Linked DNA regions of Mus musculus: all the other regions are linked to region 2. Evidence: chromatin contacts called from public promoter capture Hi-C data. All regions are on one chromosome and are shown on one strand. The core of a region is the stretch at or near the end of the contact, and the rest is flanking DNA. Distances in the headings are between cores, read along the strand shown.

Evidence for each region. Promoter capture Hi-C pulls out the DNA fragments that hold promoters and counts their contacts.
Region 1: a contact with region 2 is called in a promoter capture Hi-C map of liver, with 8 times the contacts expected there. The contact joins the promoter of 6530402F18Rik here to the promoter of Col5a1 in region 2. A contact is called at or near these places in 1 of 39 promoter capture datasets (liver) and 1 of 484 Hi-C or Micro-C datasets (embryonic stem cells).
Region 3: a contact with region 2 is called in a promoter capture Hi-C map of liver, with 2.9 times the contacts expected there. The contact joins the promoter of Med27 here to the promoter of Col5a1 in region 2. A contact is called at or near these places in 1 of 39 promoter capture datasets (liver) and 1 of 115 datasets of contacts at active chromatin or transcription factors (pancreatic cancer cells).

What each region holds. Positions count from the first base shown.
Region 1 is chr2:29,251,548-29,254,247 of GRCm38.p6, reverse strand. It overlaps 6530402F18Rik (RIKEN cDNA 6530402F18 gene), which reads left to right and starts at 1,255. Exons shown (of 2, transcript NR_029460.1): 1 at 1,255-1,783.
Region 2 is chr2:27,885,090-27,887,789 of GRCm38.p6, reverse strand. Col5a1 (collagen, type V, alpha 1) reads right to left here and starts at 1,365. Exons shown (of 66, transcript NM_015734.2): 1 at 866-1,365. The coding sequence starts at 974.
Region 3 is chr2:29,345,488-29,348,193 of GRCm38.p6, reverse strand. It overlaps Med27 (mediator complex subunit 27), which reads right to left and starts at 1,384. Exons shown (of 8, transcript NM_026896.5): 1 at 1,147-1,384. The coding sequence starts at 1,349.

The DNA of each region.
Region 1 (2,700 bases), core at 6-2,505, 1.4 Mb before region 2:
ATTACCAATGACAATCTTTAATTCTTCATTTCCTGCTTGCTTTGTCACAAAATTCCAAATGTTATAACCAACAGAACAACCCTCTGTTAAGATTTAGGGGGAGATGTTGGGAGTAGGGAAGGGTTAAAGTGGGTGTGAGTGGAGGCAGTGGGGTGGGGGCTGAGGTACAAGCCAACCTAGTGACACCCTCTGTGACCTTGGACCAGTCTCTCTCTCTCTCTCCCTCTCCCTCTCTCTCTCTCTCTCTCCCTCTCTCTCTCTCTCTCTCTCTCTCTCTCTCCCCCCACCCCACCCCCTCTAGGTCCTTTGTTCTTGATGCATCCAAATGACATCTCCGTAAATACTGCAGCAAGAACCCACCCAAAGGGGACCAGGAGCACCCCCAAAAGACCCACAAAGCGCCCCTGGGAATACCAGGAAGCACTCTTACAGCCTGCACACAGCCTGGCAGGAAGCCTCCAGGGGGCTGAAGAGAGCACAGGGCTGTCCTAGGGCAGTCAACTCAGTGGCCTCTGCCCGGCATCTGCTGGAGTCCTCCCACGTGGTCCTCCCAGGCCTGCCCCAGGAAGGCAGAGAGCTCCTTAGCAAAGGCCCTCCTGCCCCCCTACTCTGCGCTCCCTGCAGAGCTGGCTTGGCTTCTCCGTCAAAAGCAGGGCCCATCAGGCTGGAGGCGGCGATGTGTCAGCTGGTATTCATGCTTTGGTTGTGCGCTCAGAGCGCTCCCCCTCCCCAGCTCCCCAAATCCACCCACCCACCCCTTTACCCACTGCTCAGGGCCTTCTGGGTGGCAGCGCTTCACACAGAGAGAAAGAGACAGAAACCGAGGAGCAGCAGCCTAGAGCCCTGGCTGTGGGGGGTGGGGGCTGACTCACTTGGCCCCCTCCCTGGTGCCGATGGGGCAGCCCCCACACCCCTGGGCGCTGGCACCGAGTCAGGCCCCACAGTTGGGAAGAAGGGAGATGCAGCTCCGCTGTGCCTGACCCGAGTCCGCTGAGGATGCACCCCGAGCTCAGGGACCGGTTGGTCCTCGGGCCGACAGGCGATGTGTAGGCAGCGACCCCCCACAGCAGGCTCACTCCGGCGGCCGCCTGCTGGGGCCACCCTGGCCGCGGGCCCGCCGGGACACCCCTGTTCGCCGCGCCCCTCCCCGGGCCGAGCTCGTCCCCGGAGCCTCGCAGTATTTCCTTCCTGCACCTTTAAGAAGACCGTTGCTCCGTGGTGGGATGGTGTGTTAAAGCCACACAGAGGAAGTTACGCAGCCCGGATCAGACCGGGAGATAAAAGCCCCGATGGTGACCGTGAGTGATGGCAAGAGGATTTAGCCTCGGCATTAACTTGGAGCGGAGTGCAGGGGGGCGGTGAGGCGCCCCGCCATCTGGCCGGCGCCGCGCCAGGGGGATGTTCAGGCGCCTGGACCAGCAGCGGCGAAGCCCACCCAGGCCAGGGGCTGAGTGGGGCGCGCGTGCAGGTTCTCCCCTGGCTGCCCAGGGGGCCCCAAAAGTTTGCACTTGTTAACAGCGACCTCCCGATCGGCCCGGGAGGGCCATGCAAGCCGCGCGGTTGGCCCCCTTCCCTGGCCCGCGTCTCCGGGACGGCTGCGGGCGGGCCCCCCGGCGGCCCGAGGGTTCCCCAGCCCAGATCTGAGGGTGGCCACCGCAGCGGCGGCGCGGGGCAGGAGTCTCCAGCTCTCAACCCTGCGGCCCGTGCGCCCACCCAGCACCAGCCAGAGGGTGGCGGTCTCCGGCCTCTCGGGGCTCGCTCCGGGAAGCTGCTCCGAGCCCGGGTAAGGCGAGCGGGGAGCGCCGGGGCGGCGGGCGGGGACGGAAGCGCCGCAGTTTCGCCAGGGTGCTTTCATTTTGAAAAGGCTTCGGCGACGGTGCCAGTTCTCCCCGGACCAGGGAGTCACTCGGAGCCTCCTAGCCGAGGTTCGGACGCAAAGTTATCTGGTGGCGGCTGCTACTAAAGGAGGGCTGGAGCCGCGGAAGAGGGGTGTGTGTGCGCGCCGGGTGCAGCATCTTTAAGAAGTAGAGTAGCTAGTCTTCTCTCTGGGCTCCCCGCCACCCAGCTCGTCTTTTTCTATCCGAGCGCCTGTGTGGGGAGGGGATGGGCTGTTGCAATAACGCTGCTTACTCGTGTCTATGAAAAGTAAATTAACCCTTCTCCGCCGGCGCTCCCCTCCCTAATTTAGTCTCCTCTGGGCTCTAAAGGCGCAAGGAGAACTCTTGGCCAGTCAGGTTAGAAACTTCTTTCGGTGCTGTGGAGGGGGTCGGCAGGCGGAGAAGGGGGCTCCACCACCGTGGAGAGTCGCACTCCAGGGAGAGCAAAGACGGGAAGTGGACCTCCAGATCTCGGGTCCGCCCGTTTCGGAGTAAGTTGCGGGTCTTTGCTGGGGGATGGCGGCGACAGGGTCTCCGCGGAGCAGCGCCGGGAAAAAGAATGCGAATAATTCCCTGGAGCTTTGCTCGGTGTCTTTTAATTAAGGGAGGCGATGTCAAATGAGGGGGCAGCCTGGATGCTAGCCTGGCCTTTATTAAAGGCGTGATTATTAATTGCGCCGGTGGTTTGCACCGAACTTCGGAAAGGCAAAACGCAGCGGCGGTTTGTGCTCTATGTGCGGTGCACGCCACTGTCTACGCGCCCGAGCTCAGCGCGGACTCAGCCAGACTCCTGGGTGTCTGCGGGCCTCAGGCTAGCCCCGCC
Region 2 (2,700 bases), core at 116-2,615:
CAGACCTGAGCCTGAAAGCGCTGAAATACAGACAGGGACAATCCCAGTACCTCCCTGATTCTGCCCATTGGATCAGGGCTCCTTCAGAGAACCCAACCTGGCAGGAGTCTCACATCTGCAGATCATCTGAGAAGCTCCCAGCCCAGACTCCAAGGCCCTCTCCAGGCTTCCCGTTCATCCCATCTTTGGGCAGAAAGCCCAAGAAAACTACCTCTAAGGGGTTTGGAGGTTTGACGGCTAGGAGTAGGGCTGGCCTACCTCACAGGGCTCCCCAGTGCCCCTGAAGACTTGTCAGGGACTACAGGGAACTCTGTCCCCTGGGAATTGCAGAAACTTAGCTCAGACAAGCAAGAGGGTGTGTACAGAGGGAAGTCCATAGCTGGGGTTTCAAACTTCTGGGATCCCCCTCCACCCCTAGGCGTCCCTGAGGAACTGAATGGCCTTGACTCTAGGGGGCGGCCCTTTCCAGCTTTCAGAAGGAAAGTTTCTGCTTAAGGGCTGCGTGGGATGCAGCGGGTCGCCTGTGATGTGGGACAGAAAATGCGAGGTTTGGGGACAAAAGTGTGAGCACCTCTGCTGGGATCTAACACGAGGCAGATTCTTCCTTGACTCGACCAACAGCCCCACCCAGCAGGCCCGTTTGAGGAGGGGGCGGTACGCCGCGGGGATGGAGTTGGCCCGGCTCCCTCTCCTGGGCCCCCAACGAATGGTATTCGTTGTCTTGCCCGGTGCATTCCACAGGCCAAGGAGGAAAGTTCTGCAGGCTCGGAGGAGGCCGGCGGCGAAGGAGCCCGAGATGACAGCGGCGCGGAGGTTCTGCGCACCTCTTACAGTCCCCGAGGTCCGGTCCCCAGAGCACTCTTACCTGCGCGGCTCGAAGGCGGCGCCCACAGCAGCAGCAGGAACAGGAGTAGCGGCGAAGACAGCAGCAGGGCGCCTGGGCGCGCAGCTTTCCAGCGGGTGTGTACGTCCATGCCGGCGGGGTGCGCGGGCCGGGGAGCGGGAGACGCACACGATGCACGGGGACCAGAGACACGTCCCGGGTGGCGGACGCTAGGGGAGCACGACAACTTCAGGGAGTCATAGGAAGCTCGGCACCCGCCCGATCTCCCCCGCGGCGGTGGCTGTTCTGGAAGAGGCAGCGGGCGCGCTCGCCCACGGCGCAGGGATCGACTGTGGCCCGGGACGGCCGGGACCCCCTCGCTGGCTGCTCGCGCACTCCCTGTCCTCCTCCTTCTAGTCTCGTGGCCTCCTCACCGCTGCTGCCCCGCGACCCGCTCCCCGTGGGCGCTCCGCTGGAGTGAGGTCCTGCGCCAGCCGCGGGGACCAGGAGTGCGGACCTCGCCTTCGGCGCTGAGCACTTTTCCCCCCTTTCCCTCCCTCCCTCGCTGCTGGCAGACAACGCGGAGGCTGTGGATTCCCCCACCCCCCACCGCCCCCAACGCCCGCAGCAAATCAGAGCCCGGCGCCCCGCTCAGCAAGGCCGGTCCCCGCCTCCCACTGGGCGCCGAGGGCGAGGGGGTGGGGATAGCGGGCGAGTCGCGGCGAGGAAGGGGCTGGCCCGGGGCGGGAGCGGACGTGGGACGGGGCCGGCGCCCCCGTTCTTTCTCCCCGCTCTGGGCGGCGGCCTCCAAAACCTGATGGCCCACCCTGATCCTAGATTCTTCCCGCCTCAGGTACCCCGACCTGGCCAGACTCCAAGAACCAACGTTGAGGGACCCCCGAAGTTTGATCGCTGGAATTCAAAAGAGAGATTGCAGTACCACACAGAACTTTCTCTTTAAGGAGGAGTTCCGAGAGCTCCTCTTCTGGGCGGAGACTCAACTTGCAATTCAGCCAGAAGGGGCTCCCTAGACTATGACTGACAGGCCAATACAGCGCTGGGGACCTGCCTTCTACCTCTCCACAGACCAGACTGTCAAGGATGCCCAGAGGGGCCTTAAGTGAACAAGGAGTGACCAAGTTATTAATCAGGTGAAGGTCAGTCTCAGATCCCACCCCACCGCCTTACTGCTGTCCCTAGTGGCCCAACAACTCACAAGGAAAAGGAAGAGCCCCCTTCCAGAGCTGACAGCTGGAAAAGGAGAGGGGCTCCCAGCTCCCCATCTACAGCAGAGGGAGACAGGAGTTCTCCCAGACTTCTCCAGGCCTGGGAGGCCCTGCAAAAGCCTGACTCACTGCCCTGCCCTTCTCCAAGGGCTTCAGGGTTTGTTTAGAAAGAATCAGAGTGAATTAAGAAGGCTTTCAGACACAAAGCTATCGCTCCCTTTGAACACATTGCAGCCTGAAAGAATTTTGTAGTGATGGAGACCGGCCTGGGACATCTCTCTCCGGCTGCATCCTCAGGCTCCCTAGTTTCTCATTATTCTCCAAACAAGAGGAGAGTGGCAGTCAGGGTGCAGAGGCATTCATGGGATAGAGGCAGTCAGAGGGCAGAGGCAGTCAAGGGGCAAAGGCAGTCAGAGGGCAGAGGCAGTCAGGGGATAGAGGCAGTCAGGGGGCAAAGGCAGTCAGAGGAGTTGCTGGGATGGCCATGCTCTGGTTCTTGAATCTGAATGGGGGTGGCTAGTACTGACTTAATTCAAGCTTTGCTTAAGTGTGGAATGTACCTTATAGGGAACATCAGACAGTACACAGAATAGAGGAGGAAAGCTGGGGATGCAGCTCAGAGGCTGTGCACAAAGGTCCTAAATTCTATCC
Region 3 (2,706 bases), core at 135-2,634, 1.5 Mb before region 2:
AAGCCGGGCGTGGTGGTGCACGCCTTTAATCCCAGCACTCCGGAGGCAGAGGCAGGCAGATTTCTGAGTTTGAGGCCAGCCTGGTCTACAGAGTGAGTTCCAGGACAGCCAGGGCTATACAGAGAAACCCTGTCTGGGGGGGGGGGGGAGACCTCAAGTCCTTCCATTCTAATTTCTAAGACAGGAAGAAAACACAAGTTCAGGCACAGAAGACATGCCTACTAAACTGTGTGTGGTGGCACACACCTTTAATCCCAGCAGATTAATCCAGAGAGGCAGAGGCAGGAGGATCTCTTGTGAGTTTGAGGCCATCCTGGTCTACAAATTGAATTCCAGGACAACCAAGACTGTTACCCTGAGAATCCCTGTCTCAAAATCCAAAGTGCCTTCTATGCATGGCATCTGAGTAATGTCTTCTCAGCAAACTCTTAATACACTAATGATGTAAAAGGAGTCCCGTGAGGGAAATATGTAATCCCCAATTATTAGGGGTTAACCTGCTCAAACATTCCTTTCCCGTTGTAGTGAACTGAGTCCTCTGAAACTGAACCTAAATAAATTCTTCCTCTTAAACATCCTAATAGATGTAAGACTGTATCTCTCGAGAAAAGAGCTAAACAAAAGGAATGATGGTGACTGGCAGTGAGGAGCAGGTGGCTTCGGAGGGGAAATGGAAAGAGGCAAAGGTAACGGAGGTAGTCTGAGAATGAGGTGAGGTGGAACTGATGAATTCTAGGCTCTGAGGATGGGAACTGGAGCTCATCGGATCGAGAGGTACGTAATTGGGCCTGGGACAGTGTTGATGGGGAGACTGGCCCGATGTGATGGAGCCCAAGGAAAAGGTCTGATAAGATCGACGAGGTGGAAGTTCCTGAGAAGAGGTTTCCTCATCAGATAGGACCACTACAGCGGGAACCGAGGACCACAGATGACAACCAGGACGAAATGGCCAACAGAATGAATACTAGGTAACGGGACGGGAGACAAGGAGTCCCTGAGAGGCTGACTAGGACCGGGAGATGAGCGAAAGTGACAGCGGACTGTGAATAAAGGAGAGAGGCCCGTGACTGGGCAGACTGGCGCGGGATCCGGGCGGGACAGGTGCCAGAAGGGTCCTCAACCCCGATCCTTTCAGCCAGTACCTACTTGAGGTCCCGGTTGACGGAATGCAAGTTGTCCTGGAAGTTCGCGATGAAGGCCTTCTCGCGGCCCTCCAGCGTCTCTTTGTTGCGCATGCCATCCTTAAGGCAGTCGAAGACCCTACTCACGCTAGAGCGTAGCGCCTGGATGGCGCTAATAGCCTGCGAAAAGGCCTCCAGGTTCACACCAACGCTCAGCACGTCCGCCATGTTGCAGCTGTCACAGCCGGCTTTCCAGAGTCCACAGCCTGAGCGGCGCGCGGCGCTTCGTGATGACGTTGTCCTAGGAGGGTATTGGGATGTGTAGTTTGCGACGTGGCTCCCATCCAGGAAGCTCTAGCGAACTTGGAAAAACAGCGCCAGTCTGACTGAATGAGAGAGTTGACCACAAGTTATGATCTCCATCTAGGGAAGTCATTTTGTCCTCTCCTTTTGCTTAATAGTGAATGACAAAGAAATGCAGAAGCCCACTGTGTATCTCCAAAATTTGAACAGTCACATAGGAATTTCTCAAAACAATAAAATGTCCCCAGAGTACATGAATGAGTCCATATTCATAAATAAAGGGGAAGAACTCTCTTACCTGTAGTAAAATGCCAACACATAAATGAAGGCAGAGTGATACAAGAAAACTGCCACTTGGCAGCCTAAATAATTGGTTAAGGTATGAATCAATTGATGTTTTTTCGAAACAGCAAGGTATTCTATATAGTTTCAAAACGTTTTTCTTTATGAAACTTAAAAGGAAATAGAAAACATTTGGGCTACATGAGGACCTGTGTCCAAAAAGTAAATTAACAATAATAATAATAATAGAAATTATGGTATGTGTCCAAAAGAATTGAAAGCAGTGTCTAAATGAGATGTTTGTACTTCCATATCCACCGCAACCTCATTCACTATAGTCAAGTGTGAAAGGAGCCAGATATCTACCAACGTATAAGCAAATAAGCAAAATGTGATTATATATGATACAAATTGATATATACTGTGACATCAAAATGGACAATATACCTTTCAAGTTAATGGAAGATCAAAACAGGGAAAATAGACCTTGCAGCTTAGGGGATCTGTTTGCAGTTAAGACAGTTAAGAATAAGTTCCTCTGTCCTGTGCAGGCTAAAGTTTCTGTTTGTAATTAAAGAATAAGTTCTATTTGCCTCATGTTAAGTCCTTGCAAGTTAGGGTTTTTATTTGTAATTAAGAATAAGTTCCTGGGACTAGAGAGATGGCTCAACGATTAAGAGCACTGACTGCTCTTTCAGAGGTCCTAAGTTCAATTCCCAGCAACCACATGGTGGCTCACAACCATCTGCAGTGGGATCAGATGCCCTCTTCTGGTGCATCTGAAGTCAGCTACAGTGTACTCACATACATAAAATAAAAATAAATCTTAAAAGAAAAAAAAAAGAATAAGTTCTTGTTCTTTTTGTTTGGTTTGTTTTTGTTTGGTTTTTCGAGACAGGGTTCCTCTGTGTAGCCCTGACTGCCCTGGAACTCACTCTGTAGACCAGGCTGGCCTTGAACTCAGAAATCCACCTGCCTCTGCCTCCCAAGTGCTGGGATT